Linked DNA regions of Mus musculus: region 1 is linked to region 2. A link is a contact called in public HiChIP or PLAC-seq data. All regions are on one chromosome and are shown on one strand. The core of a region is the stretch at or near the end of the contact, and the rest is flanking DNA. Distances in the headings are between cores, read along the strand shown. Region 1 has its middle 9.3 kb from the start of Il10. Region 2 holds the start of AA986860 (expressed sequence AA986860).

The links. HiChIP or PLAC-seq counts read pairs in DNA pulled down with a chosen protein or histone mark.
Region 1: an H3K27ac HiChIP or PLAC-seq map of extraembryonic endoderm stem cells shows a contact between it and region 2. The contact joins the enhancer-like site here to the promoter of AA986860 in region 2. A contact is called at or near these places in 8 of 39 promoter capture datasets (the C10 cell line, the HPC-7 cell line, cranial neural crest and 4 more), 1 of 484 Hi-C or Micro-C datasets (hematopoietic stem and progenitor cells), 2 of 115 datasets of contacts at active chromatin or transcription factors (embryonic stem cells and extraembryonic endoderm stem cells) and 2 of 9 other capture datasets (adipose tissue and pancreatic islet).

The regions. Positions count from the first base shown.
Region 1 is chr1:131,009,110-131,012,002 of GRCm38.p6, forward strand. No RefSeq gene overlaps it. Among named protein-coding and RNA genes, the nearest start is that of Il10, 9.3 kb to the right of the region's middle. Within about 2 kb of position 1,587, at least 27 of the 459 cell types and tissues checked have an H3K27ac peak or open chromatin away from gene starts, as enhancers often do. A contact at or near this core is called in extraembryonic endoderm stem cells, where this site is marked.
Region 2 is chr1:130,730,595-130,733,525 of GRCm38.p6, forward strand. AA986860 (expressed sequence AA986860) reads left to right here and starts at 1,382. Exons shown (of 4, transcript NM_177604.3): 1 at 1,382-1,629.

The DNA of each region.
Region 1 (2,893 bases), core at 337-2,836, 280 kb after region 2:
TGATTCCAAGAGAAGAGATGCAAGGAGGTCAGCTTGTCCATGACACCCTTCTAAAGATATCATCTTTACTCTTCCAACTCCCCATCCCAAGGCCCCCATTAACGCACAGTTTAACACATGGAGACCCTTCTGGCGAGACACACTCTTATATGCTACAGGGAGAGTCATTTGGGGCTCTTACACAAATGTTTGAAAGTTACTCTTTTAGGACCTAGAACAGCATCGTCCTAAAAACTCTTTATAAAAGCTGATTTGGCTTAGTTTGCAGTGCACATGGATTACAGCCCAGCCCCAGTTACAGTCTCAGGATCTGGGTTCTATAGGGTTTGCATAGGAGACATTCTTTTCCTGATGGTCTTAGGTGGCATTTGAATAAACAATATTGTCACTTCCTATAATTCTTCCCCCCTGATAACTCACTTGGGAAGCCTCCCACACCTTCCCCCTCTCTAAGGGGCTCTCAGCCCTTCAATGAACCCCCTCTATCTTCCACTCTGTGTAACCAGGGGTATCCCAGAGGATCTGCACACCATCCCAGCTTCCCATCCGGCCCTGAGCACTCTGAAGCCGCTGCCGTTTCCAAACTCCGAATCCACTGTTGGTTCTTTTTGACGCTTCTTTCCCGGATCTGCATTTGACCCTGGCTCTCTAGAAGCTACTAATCACTTTAGAAATAGTGCCTCACAGCAAGAATAAGGAAGGACCAGAAAGGTTGCTGCTCAAGTCTATAAAACAATGTGTTTCTACATTGCAGGTGGTGAGCATCTTCCTTTGTGTCATCTACACGTTTCTAGTTTGTGGACTTCCAGCCCACCTGCTCCTTGGTGTTTCTTTCATAGACCCATGAAAAGGCTGGCATGGGGGAATGCATGGTGGGAGAGTCAGTCACATGGTCAAACAGTGCTGGCCCCTCAGTATTGTTCTGTTTTCTTTTCTGGGTCAGATACAATGGAAGGGTTGGGGGACCTTAATTCCGCTAAGCCTACAGCTTCTGGCAACCTCACCAACACTGAGCCAGCACTCAGATTAGCCTCACTGTGCTCTGTCAGGAGAATCCGGTATGATCCCCAAATCACCTTTGCTAAGAAAATCTGTCATTTGAGTCCTCTGTCAGGAACCAGTCACACCAAAAGGCCTTGATCTACACCAGACCTGCCTCTCAGCAGGTATTAAACTGCCAAGGGTGTGTGTTCTACCATAGTGTGGGCCGTTTCTGACTTTGTTTGGTTGGCTGCTCGTTTTTTTCTGTTTGGAGGCTTTTAGTTAAGACAGGTCCTCATTCTGTAGTCCAGATAGGCCTTATCTAGAAATCCTCCTGCCTCAAATTCCTGAGTGCAAAGATCACAGGAAGGCTCCACCAAGTCCTACCGTGTATAGATTATTTTCTTTCTTAAGAAAGTGCCAGCTCTTCCGAATAGATGTGGTGCTCTCGAGGGTTTTCCAGTAATTTCTCCCTGACACAGTCAATCCGAGAAACCCACCACCTCCCTCCCACACCTGGGTCGCCACCCTGGTCATGCTCTTGAGGAAAAGCCAGCATCATGTCCTGCCACTCAATGAAGGCCTCTCTGGTTTCCGATGCTCTCAGCAGGCCTGACTCACAACGAAACTGCAACCTCAAAGCACCGGGGGCCAGGACGGCGAGAAGGAAACACAGGTGAACACGCAAAAGCTGCCCCCAGGAAAAAGGTTTGTTTCTCTTACAGAATGGCACTTCCAGAGCTGGGCAGGAGCACAGACTAGTAGAGACTGAAGGGGCCTGCCTGGTCTTGTACCTGGGGTTTTGGTATGGAAAAAACACACCGGAACTAATACATCGGAGTGCCAACTAATTTCTGCCACAGGGAGTAGATCGAGCGGAGGTGCAGTGACAAAAAAAAATTCTAGAACTGAAAAGTAGCTTGGGAAAAAAAAATGGCTCTGACAACTCTTCAGCTCTCAGAAGAAGAAAGAAGATTCTGGGATAACTTGTCTTGAAGCTCCTGATCCAGGAACTAGGGCAGGAAGTGGGGTTCCCAGTGCATGAGCCAAACTCCTCCCATCACAGGATTATCTTCTCTGTCCCCCTATAATGCCTTCAGAAAACTGAGATCAAAACTTGTTCTGCTGTTCCAAAGACCTTAGGTCTATGAGCAGATTCATCCAGCTGCGGTCTCTGAGCATTGTAAAGAAGAAACATCAACACCATCCCTAGGGTGTGCCAGCTTGTACAGGGCAGATGCTCACTGAATCATTTACACAGGATCATAGTTTCATTTGGTCTTTGCCCAATAGGGCAGTTCCCGTCCTCTTATCCAATTGTGTATAGAGAACGGAAACACAGACCAGCTTGGTAATCTTCCCAATACCACACAGATGCTAAAAGGCAGGCCAAGTCTGACTCCAGGACTTGCCCGCATAACTGCCACACCATGCTACAAAGACAAGCCTCGAGGAAGGTATCTATGGCTTCCAACAACAGAGCTGATCCCGGGGACACAGAACTGGTGGCGGGAAGCAGAAGGATGATAGCGGGTCCATCCTTAGCTGTCTGACATAAATGAGGTGGGACACAAGACATGCAGCCTTCTTCCAGAGACCAATAACTGTTAGTGTGAAAACAGTTTATAACCAGCCTCCCACTTGAGGGTCCTGTCCTCAAGGTGTCTACTTAGGGCAGATAAGGACCTCAGAATACAAGGCACAGCCCTGTGGGTACACACCCTGCCCCTTCCTCCCCTACCTCATTTGACCATCCCTCCTCTCTCTGGATCACTCTGATATTATCCATTCTCAAAGGGTATCCTGATAATCTAAGAAACCCCCACCCCCACTCCCATTATTTAGTTGCATTTGGGTTTTCTTCAAAGGCTCCAGCCAAAACAATAAATCACAGAAGTCTAAATTTCAGAAT
Region 2 (2,931 bases), core at 132-2,631:
GTGGATGGGACCCTGGATGACCGAGTAAAAAGGAGGAAGTAAGTCGGCCACTGGCCATCTCTGCTTCTTGACTAGGCATACAGTGTGACCAGCTGGCCGGAGCATCTACCACCAGGACCTCCCAGCACGGTGTGCCATTGAACTGAAACCCAAACAAGTCCTTCCTCCTTTACATTGCTTTCACCAGAGCATCCAGTCACAGAATCGGGAACAGTAACTGTGAAGCAAGCTGGGAGTGGACAATCTGGATTAAAATATCTGCTCTACTACTACTTGGGAAATATCAGGCATGTCATTTAACCTCCTGGTGAGGTGTGGGCTGTAAGAATTGGGCAATGCTTCTAAGTTGGAGCAAAAGTTAAATAAGACATAGAAATGCTTAAGGTAATAGCCAGCATACAGCAGGGGCTTAAACTGAGTGGTTCGTGCATGAGGTATTTTGGTTTGGTTTTTCTAATTTTTCTTTTCTTTTTGCTGCTGGCAAGTGATACACCTTTAAAAGTTGAAGGTTACTGGGGATGGCCTATATTCAGCCTATATTCAGGGAAATAGCAGAACTGCTGTCTGGCAAGTGGCCTCTGTACCTGGAGGTGATTTCTTCCAGGAAGCAGGAGGCTCCCTGACCTACTCTTTTCCATAAGCATGCCAGACATTTCCCCTCAAAAGAAGTACTTGCTAGACTGGTTGGCAGCTGACTTTATTTTTGTTTAATATCTATTGCCACCTTCTCGAAGCAGCCAAAAGGGACCAGAGACCCAAATGACAGAGTTCAAGTGCTATATCTCCTTTTTGGCTGATCAAGCTTTTTTTTTTTTTTTTAAATCCGGAAAATACCTCCTATAGGAGAGAGAGAGAGAGAGAGAGAGAGAGAGAGAGAGAGAGAGAGATTAGTTTTATTTCCCCAGAAACAAAAAAGCCAGGACAGTTGTCAGCAAGCTCTGGGGACTGGGTGACTCAGCTACATCCCTAACCTTGAGACCCTTGAAACCTCTTCTGGATATGAAACTGTCAATGACTGAGCAGTTAGAAAAGCTGGTTACAAAATTAGGCACCAGAATGGCAGGCAGTCTGGAGAATACTTTCAGCTTCAAGTGGAGGAAGGCTTGTCTAAACAACAAATCCGGTTCTCAGTGGGCCCATAGAGCGCAGCAGACTGATGCGTTCCTTTCAAGACGGAAAGTCGAGTCCCATTGATCTGCCTCCACCCTGCCAAACTCTCTTTACTCTCCTTCCACTCAGCTCAAACCAGCTCCAGCCTTCTACCACGCCTACCCTTTCTTTGTAGCAGTTCATTGGCTCTCTAAGTAAAGAGGGGGTGGGGTGGGGAGGCGGGGGCAGGAGGTGATTGACCAAGACAGAGAAGCACCTCCTGGCTGATTCCCCTCCTGAGTCCTCCCTGACTGAACAGCTGGAATGAGGAGTAGGGAGGGAAGCTAGGATTGGCTTAGAGTCAGTAGCAGGGTGTGTCCATGCAGCGCGGGTGAAGCTTTTACCTGTCTAGGTAAGTCAGGAGGAGGTCAAAGGAAGAAACCAGTAGGAGACACGGCCTGAGAGGCAAGCGGTCTCCATCTCTGCCCTCTGGAATAGAAGGGCATTACGTTCTTGTCTTCAGACCCCAACCCAGAGAAGGTGAGTCAATCACTAACCAACTATTGCTTATTCTGCAGCAAGGGAAAAGCTTTTAAGGGAAGGCAAAGCTATATATAGGGCTGTGCTGGGGAGTGCTGTAAGAGTGTCTGACCCTTTACACCGGACCTGGGGTTTTCAATCTCTGTTGATCAAATCTCTCCGTTAGCCTGAGATTTTCCAGAATTGGAATATTTTTATGGAGGACCGGGGGACATCTCTTCCGTTTCTTTATTTAACTTACATAATCATATTGAACAAACAGAAGCCAGACCCAGGCATGGTGGTATCCACCCATAATCATAGTACTCTGAAGATGGAGGATGGAAAGTTTGAAGCCAGGCTGCTGGGAAATACAGCAAGTTCCAGGCTAGCCTATCCTACCTGGAAAGACCTGACTCAAAAAAAAAAAAAAAAAAAAAAAAAAAACCAACAACAAAATCCACCTTTTCCTAGAATTTGGAAATTTCCATCTCTAGAGCACTAAGATGAAGTAGTGATTTTGAAAGGGATGGAGTGACTGGATAATTGGAGCACAGGGAGTCAAATGGAGGGGAGGGTCATGTGAGTGAGCCAGGTACCTTAGTTTTCCATTCCATTTGTAAAAGGAAATTCTCCATGGCTCAGTGTCTATCTTTATTTAAATAAGGGGTGCAGTGTGTGTGTTAGTTGATAATGGCGCACTCTGTGCAGATATGTAAAGTCTGAACCGAGCTAGATTATTTGCAAGGAGAATTGAGGCTTGGAAATATGGAGGAAACTCCAACTCCAGCTAGCATTTTATCTTTGGAAAACCCACAAATATTCTAACTCCGATCAAATTTACTCAGGGTCTACTAGCTAGTTAAATCTCTGATTTTACCTGTTGATCGATGTAGACCAAAAAAAAAAAAAAAGTTACTTGGCCATGCTGGGCCTCACCCACATTTTATTTCATCTCAACATACCAAACCTAGCCAGACTTCCAACTGGGGCTCAGGTCAGAGTGATGCGGCAGAGTCCATAGGAGTAGAGGCTTGGGTGGGGCTTATGCTTCGTGTTTCTTCAGATGTCCCTGTGGACACAAAGTGTAGCTGGAGCATCTGTCTAAAGAAGCTGCCACGGAAGTGCAGTCAGGGGAGCAATAAGCTCGCTCCCATCAGCACGGAGGTCAGCACACAGCAGCGAACTTTACCTCTGGCCTTCTGCACAGAAAGAGGAACATGGAAAGAAAGACATCAGCATGTAGCCCTAAACGACTGTATCGAGCTTCTGGTCCTGAATGCTAGAGCTTTAAGTTTTATCTTTCCCCTACTCCACAGAGCC